Linked DNA regions of Mus musculus: region 1 is linked to region 2. Evidence: chromatin contacts called from public HiChIP or PLAC-seq data. All regions are on one chromosome and are shown on one strand. Each heading gives the region's core, a stretch centred on a gene start, on an enhancer-like site or on the middle of the called end of the contact. The rest is flanking DNA. Distances are from core to core; before and after follow the strand shown.

Region 1 (2,898 bases), core at 359-2,858, 100 kb before region 2:
CCACTAGATAACACCATTTCACTTCAGACTAAAGAAACCCTTTTCCTGTAACCTATGTCCATCCTTCTTCGCCTCTTCAGTAAAGTACACCTTTCCGCAATCGAGCTATAGCTCTAGGAGCAAGAGTGTTTGGTGGCTAGGTATGAAACTCAGGGTTCTAGCCCCAGCAAAACCAGACTTGATGGTGCAAGTCTCTATTACCAGCACTTGGGAGATGGAGTTAGGTGAGTCTGAAGTTCAAGGTCACCCCCCAGTTACATGGCCAGGACAAAACCACATACACAAAGTACACTTTTATCCTGCATCTTTCCAAAAACAAAACATTGACTTCCAATTCTCTTACCCTCCAGCTGCCCAGCAAACAATTCTTATTTGGCTTATGATGCTTATATGGCTTCATCATCTGGGAATCATCTTTTGGTTGGTTACTGGCACTATTAAAAATACCTTTCTCTTTCCTCTTCTGCAATAGTTCACTGTCTACTCTATGTTTGCTATACTGCCCAACTCCCCCATTAATCGGTCCTCCATTTATAAACTGCTTAAAATTTGATGTATCCAGCCATTCTACTTCCAGAATTTAATAGACACAAAAGCCAGCCATGACTTGACTCCTGTCTCCTTCTGTAGCCTCATCTTTCTCATCAGCTCTTGTAGAACTTTTAAGACAGATAAGTGGCACTCAGCCTTCTCCATGAACCACTGATCCCTGTTCTGCGGGGACTCCCTTTATTTGGATCCACATTTACCATCGTCTTTTTGTACTGGAAAAAAGATCATACTTAAGTTTAAAACTCTAACCTATTGTTAGTAAAGTTATCAAGTCTTCCCTCCATTCATACTTCCAAACGCCAAGTACTAGGTTTCTAGACTGCAAACTTGATTGAGTGTACATTCATTCCTTTAAGTAGTCATGCCAACCAACCAAGCCGTTGGTTCTTCATTTGGGGCCAAAGGAAATGAGAATTTTAAAGTCCAGGGAAGAACGTGTGGCCGCTAACAGACACTAGGCAAACTATCTCGAACTTGTGGGCAGTTTTAAAGAAAACAACCGATTCAGTTTAACTACTAATTTAAGACATTAGTGTGTTACGGAGCCGTCGCCTTATCTCAGTGCCAAATCTAGTGTCGAAGGGTCTACTCCAAAAGGAACCCGAAGCCCATATGCTGAGGCCAGTTCTCCACTCGGTCAGCTACCGAGACCCTCCAACCAGGACAAGCGACCAATCCACCAACTCGGACTTGATCTGCGACAAACCACGTTGCAGGCTACACACTGGAAAACTCTTGCAAGAGAACCTAGCAGCCCCCAGAAGCAAGATGGCGGCCTCCCCCTCCCCTTCTTTCTCCAGGAACCCCTCCATGTCCGGGGAAGACGAAAACACCGCGACACGGGAATCCCGGCACGGCCTTGGGGGGGGGGGGCGGGCTACGCCTCGCGAACCCGGGGACTCGCCGTGGGTCCACCGGGAGGCTGTACCACTGCGCCTCCCCCGCGCCCGTAGAGCCTTTGTTCGCAGTCGCCATGGAGTACTCGGCCCCACGGCCAGGAAGTGCGGCCTGGCGCCCCGCCCCGCTGGCCCGCGCCCCGGAAGTGATCTGCGGCGGCTGCTGCAGAGCGGCCGGGAGGAGGGTGGGTCTCCCTAGAGCGGAGCGCCGGAGTCCTCCTCCTCCGCCGCCGCCCAGGCCGCCGCCGCTGCCGCCGCCCTCCGGACTCCTCTTGCCGCGCCCCGCGCGGAACTCCGAGCGCGGTCCGATCGGCGCAGCCGAGGCCCAAGAGCCCGCGGGTCGAGCGGCTCGCGGTGCAGGTGAGAGCTCGCCGGCCGGGGAGGCCGGGCCGCGGCGGGGGTGTGTCCGACGGGCCGGGCCCGCGGCCGCCGAGATTGCACGTCCCGCCTGCCGCCTGGGCTGGGACCCGACTGCGCCCCGACAGCGGGCGGCGTCTCCGGAAGGTCACCTGTATAGCGCCGGTGGCTCCCAGGGCTGTGCCCGGGCGGTGCCCGCGACCTGGGGCCGCCGCCGCCGCCGCCGCAGTCCCTGCGCCGCACTCCACCCCGACCTCCCTCGCTTTCAAGCCACTCTGCCGGTACAGAGCGGCTGCTTTTCGAGCTTCTCTGCCAGTGTTTGGAAGGAATGGCGTTTTCAGACTAAAGTCTTTAGACGCGTCCAGCTGAATGCTCGAAGGCTCTTCTAGTACAGGTTTAGCCTTTAGAAGAGGAAGGGAATGTAGGCATTGTGTGATGGGGGTATCTTCCGCGTTCGGTGCCTGAAAGATGTCAAGGAGTAGAAGATACGATTTGTGTGCTTTACTTGGGCATTCGTGTGTTGGAGTGGGCGGGCGTGGTGGCGCTGAGGTGGTTGTGTTGTCGGGAGACTTAGGAGGAATTAAAGAATTTACTGGCCTTTGCATGGAAACCAGAACGTCCAGACTTGTGAGAGCTCATCTGAGTGTCTTTGAGCTACTGTGAGAACTCTGGTGCCACGCCCTACCTGTCAAGCCAGGAAGCACACAATTTACAAACAGTTTGGGTACGTGTGCCGGGAGAACCTTTATTTCTGTAAATTCTTTTCCTGTAAATAAATTACAGCTTTAATCACGTTCCCAAAATTGACTAACAGATTTATTACTCACAGTGTAGAAGGCATTCCCTTTGGCTTATGCTTGTTAATATGTACTATTACCTATGCTGTTTGTATCTGTTGATACAATATTCTTATAAATGACTCCTGTGACCCTTAAGATGTTTCTACGGCTCAGTTGTTTTCAGAGGAGGAGCCTTTTCATCTTCTCTGTTACCACGTAAAGTGCTCAGAACTCCCCACATTTCTTCACTGAATGGATGTGAATGTGTACAGTTGATGGAAAAGTCACTTTCCAGAAGCGATTGACTGTGGCTG
Region 2 (3,276 bases), core at 283-2,782:
TTTGGAACTTGTCAACTTCCAAAATCAAGTAAGTCATTTTATTGTTTTTATCTGTCAGTGTGTTTATGAATAGATCTCCTTTTGGGTATTGGATTGAGGGTCAAAGAGAACTGAGAAGCATAAGGATTGGTATGGGCTCAGAACCCAAAGACCAACTTCTCAGCACAAAGGAGATTTATTTGCCCCAGAGAGACAAAGGGCCGGGAATAAGGGACAAAGACAGGAGATAGAGGGAGAAGGGGAAGGGAACAAAGAAGAGGGGGCAGGGCTATTTGTCCTAGAGTAGGACAAAGGACTGCCTCAGGATAGAGAGGAGACAGACATGGCCTATAGGCGAATGGGAGTTTATAAAGGTAAAAGGAATACGCTGTGTTAGGATGAGGTGTTTAATTTTAATTGGGCATGTTAATTAGTGGAACCAAGGTGTGGATGTTGTATTTGTGTACATAAAAAAAAATTCCTTTTTTACTTATTTACTTTTATGTCCCTTTCACTGCCCACCTCCCTATCAGCTCCCCCAACTCCTCCTCCTTTCCCCCCTTCCCCAAAAGGGGCTTTTGATTGCCGGACTTCAAGTACTTTGATAGCTAGACCTTGGAAGTCAGCCTTAGGGGGTAGAAGTGACCAAATAAGGCAATAGACCTTGGGAGCTAGCTCTTAAGAATGTAATCTAAAATGATTATTAGCAAGTCACAGGGAATAAGAGAGAAGGGCGAGGCCTGCCAGAACCATGCCCCCATCCCCCTGCCCCCATACACATACATGCTCAAACTGGCCGAGTTCCTTCGGACACCATGCCCATGACAACTCTTATAAAGGAAAACATTCAATTGGGGCTGGTTTACAGTTTCAGAGGCTTAGTGCATTATTGTCATGGAGAGGAAGGAGCTGAGAGTTCTATATCTTGATCCACAGGCAGCACAAGGAGGCTGACAATAGGTCTAGCTTGAGCATAAAAGACCACAAAGCACACCCCCACAATGACACACTTCCTCCAGCAAGCCCACACACACTCCAACAAGGCCTCACCTCCTAATAGTGCCACTCTCTGTGGGCCAAGCATTCAAACACATGAATCTATGGGTGCCATACCTACTCAAATCACCACACCCAGTTAGTATCAATTGCAAGTGGTTAGGGGTGGTATGTGGTGTCCACTTCCCCTATCAGTGATAGGATCCTCTATGGCTTGAACTTGTGAAGGTTTTGTGCATGTTCTAGACTAAGTTGTGGAAAACAACTGGAAACATTATTTGATTTTTACAAAACAGTATACAGTTTTTAAAAATGACCTGATGACAAAGTTTTTCAACATGGAGACCCTTTATCAAAAGTCTTTCTCCTTTAGTCACAGTTGAAAAGTAAGCAAGTGGCTCAATACTCAGCTCTGCTAAGAGAATAAAGCATTATTCTCATTGTAATGAGAATGTAAAAAGCTGAAGAGCAAGTGAAAAAAAGCCCACTAGCTCTCAGAAGAACGGGTCAAGAGGTCAGCTCAGAGCCCTTGGAAAATTCCACTGGACTCCGCCCCTCCTGGAAGAGACAGGTCAGAGAGCATGTAGGCCAGAAGGGAGAGGCTGAGTAAGCCCCTACTACCTCGTTCCCTAAAGACCAATTAGTTTAAAAGGTGCTATTTTGCCAATCATATTGTGCCTAGTTCCTGATGCTCTATTCCGCCCCTGGAAACCATATAAAAACTCATAGAATGGACCACCAGGGGTCACCGCCTCTCTTTCCATTCTGAGATGACCTCAGTGCACTGGAACAATAAATTTATCTTGCTTTTTCTATTGATTCCCAGCTCCACATGGTTCGCTCAAGGGGTCAACGGTAAGCTAAGGCTCACCAGAGTTCTACACTGGGGAATTATTTTATCCTGTTCTGTTTCTTCTTTACTTCAAATTCTTCCACATTGTAATCCAGTTATAGATATTGACTACTGGCAAACATGAATTCCAAGACACAATTGCTATTTATTTTAGGGCAAGGAACTTTCTGGAAAACTAGCCAGCCCATCATTCACCTCCCAGTGTGAAATCCAGTCTATTTTGCCTCTCCTTTTCCTTTTTTTAGAAGCGTTGGCTCCATAGTTTGGACAAGATTTTTTTTAATCTATTTATATATTTATTTATTTATTTATTTATTTATTTATTTATTTATTTATTTATTTAAAGAAATCACTTTGTGTTTGCCTGGTGCTGACAAAGCGTGCTCGCCAGGAGAACAAGCTCTCCCTACACACCTGAAGGGACATCTGTCGTTATGCTAGGGATGCCAGCAGATGGTGTGTACCTGTGAAGGCTGAGTTTCCTTTACAAAGTTGTCAGTGTTCTCACGAAGACTCCTAGATCGCCACTCTGAGGCAAGCAGTAACCATCTCACTAACATTTGAAGGCTTCTTGAACAATCCAGTGTTAAGTGACTTGGCTTAGGCTTCATAGCTAGACTGGGCCTCAGGGGTTTTGTTGTCATTTCTGATGGCTCATTCCACCTTCCCACATACTTCAACCTTCCTTCACAATGGAAAACTGCGGTTCCTTGCTTAATATTGATCTAATTGTTAAGTAGAATAGAAAGAAACTGATTTAAATGAGTGGTTTTGGGTTTTGGTGTTTTTTTTTTTTTAATATTTGTGTTCTCTGCAGAATGGAAAATAAAAAAGCCAATTTTAAGAAATTAAAACAAGTTCTTATAACGAGGATGTTTTTAGGCTTAATGCCAGGAGAAATCAAATGCATTTGCCTCTGGATACACTTTGCCCTTGGATATGGTCTGGCAAGAGGTCTTTGTGCTACAGTGGCATTGAAGCCATTAAAAGCTTTCCTTCTAGTAAAAAGAAAGAACTCTCTGACCTGGGTGGAGAGCTAACATTCCAGATGGGCTCATGAATTATCTAGCCAAGGAACCCCAGGGAGGTGATAGGTGCCACCTTTAGGAAGGCCAGCTCACCTTAGACCATGCTAAAGAAATAAGACCAATTATCCCTTTATTGGGATCCAGCCTTTCCCTTCCCAGAATTCCCATCAGCCAGTGCAGTCCCCAAAGGCTGCCATGATTTACTGGCTCTGCCCATCTGACTCAGAAAGATGCAGGTTTTGCCTTTTCTGTTTCCTCTTGCTTTCAGATGCTACCCCAAACGGAAACATACTCTTTCTGGTATTTTGGGCTTTTTTACTCTTTCTCTAAACCTTCCTCCCAGTTCAAACCAGACCAAATCTCAGCCTGGATAGGAGAGTTGGTCATGAAGTTCTGCTCTTGCTGAGGGTCAGCTGGCTA

Evidence for each region. HiChIP or PLAC-seq counts read pairs in DNA pulled down with a chosen protein or histone mark.
Region 1: an H3K27ac HiChIP or PLAC-seq map of embryonic stem cells shows a contact between it and region 2, with 10 read pairs. The contact joins the promoter of Rala here to the enhancer-like site in region 2. A contact is called at or near these places in 1 of 15 datasets of contacts at CTCF or cohesin (embryonic stem cells), 14 of 484 Hi-C or Micro-C datasets (the HL-1 cell line, Sertoli cells, bone marrow-derived macrophages and 5 more), 21 of 115 datasets of contacts at active chromatin or transcription factors (CD8 T cells, the SCID.adh cell line, astrocytes and 7 more) and 3 of 9 other capture datasets (adipose tissue, liver and pancreatic islet).

Annotation. Positions count from the first base shown.
Region 1 is chr13:17,942,927-17,945,824 of GRCm38.p6, reverse strand. Rala (v-ral simian leukemia viral oncogene A (ras related)) reads left to right here and starts at 1,608. Exons shown (of 5, transcript NM_019491.5): 1 at 1,608-1,808.
Region 2 is chr13:17,841,182-17,844,457 of GRCm38.p6, reverse strand. No RefSeq gene overlaps it. Among named protein-coding and RNA genes, the nearest start is that of Gm24018, 33 kb to the right of the region's middle. Within about 2 kb of position 1,532, at least 8 of the 459 cell types and tissues checked have an H3K27ac peak or open chromatin away from gene starts, as enhancers often do. A contact at or near this core is called in Sertoli cells and embryonic stem cells, where this site is marked.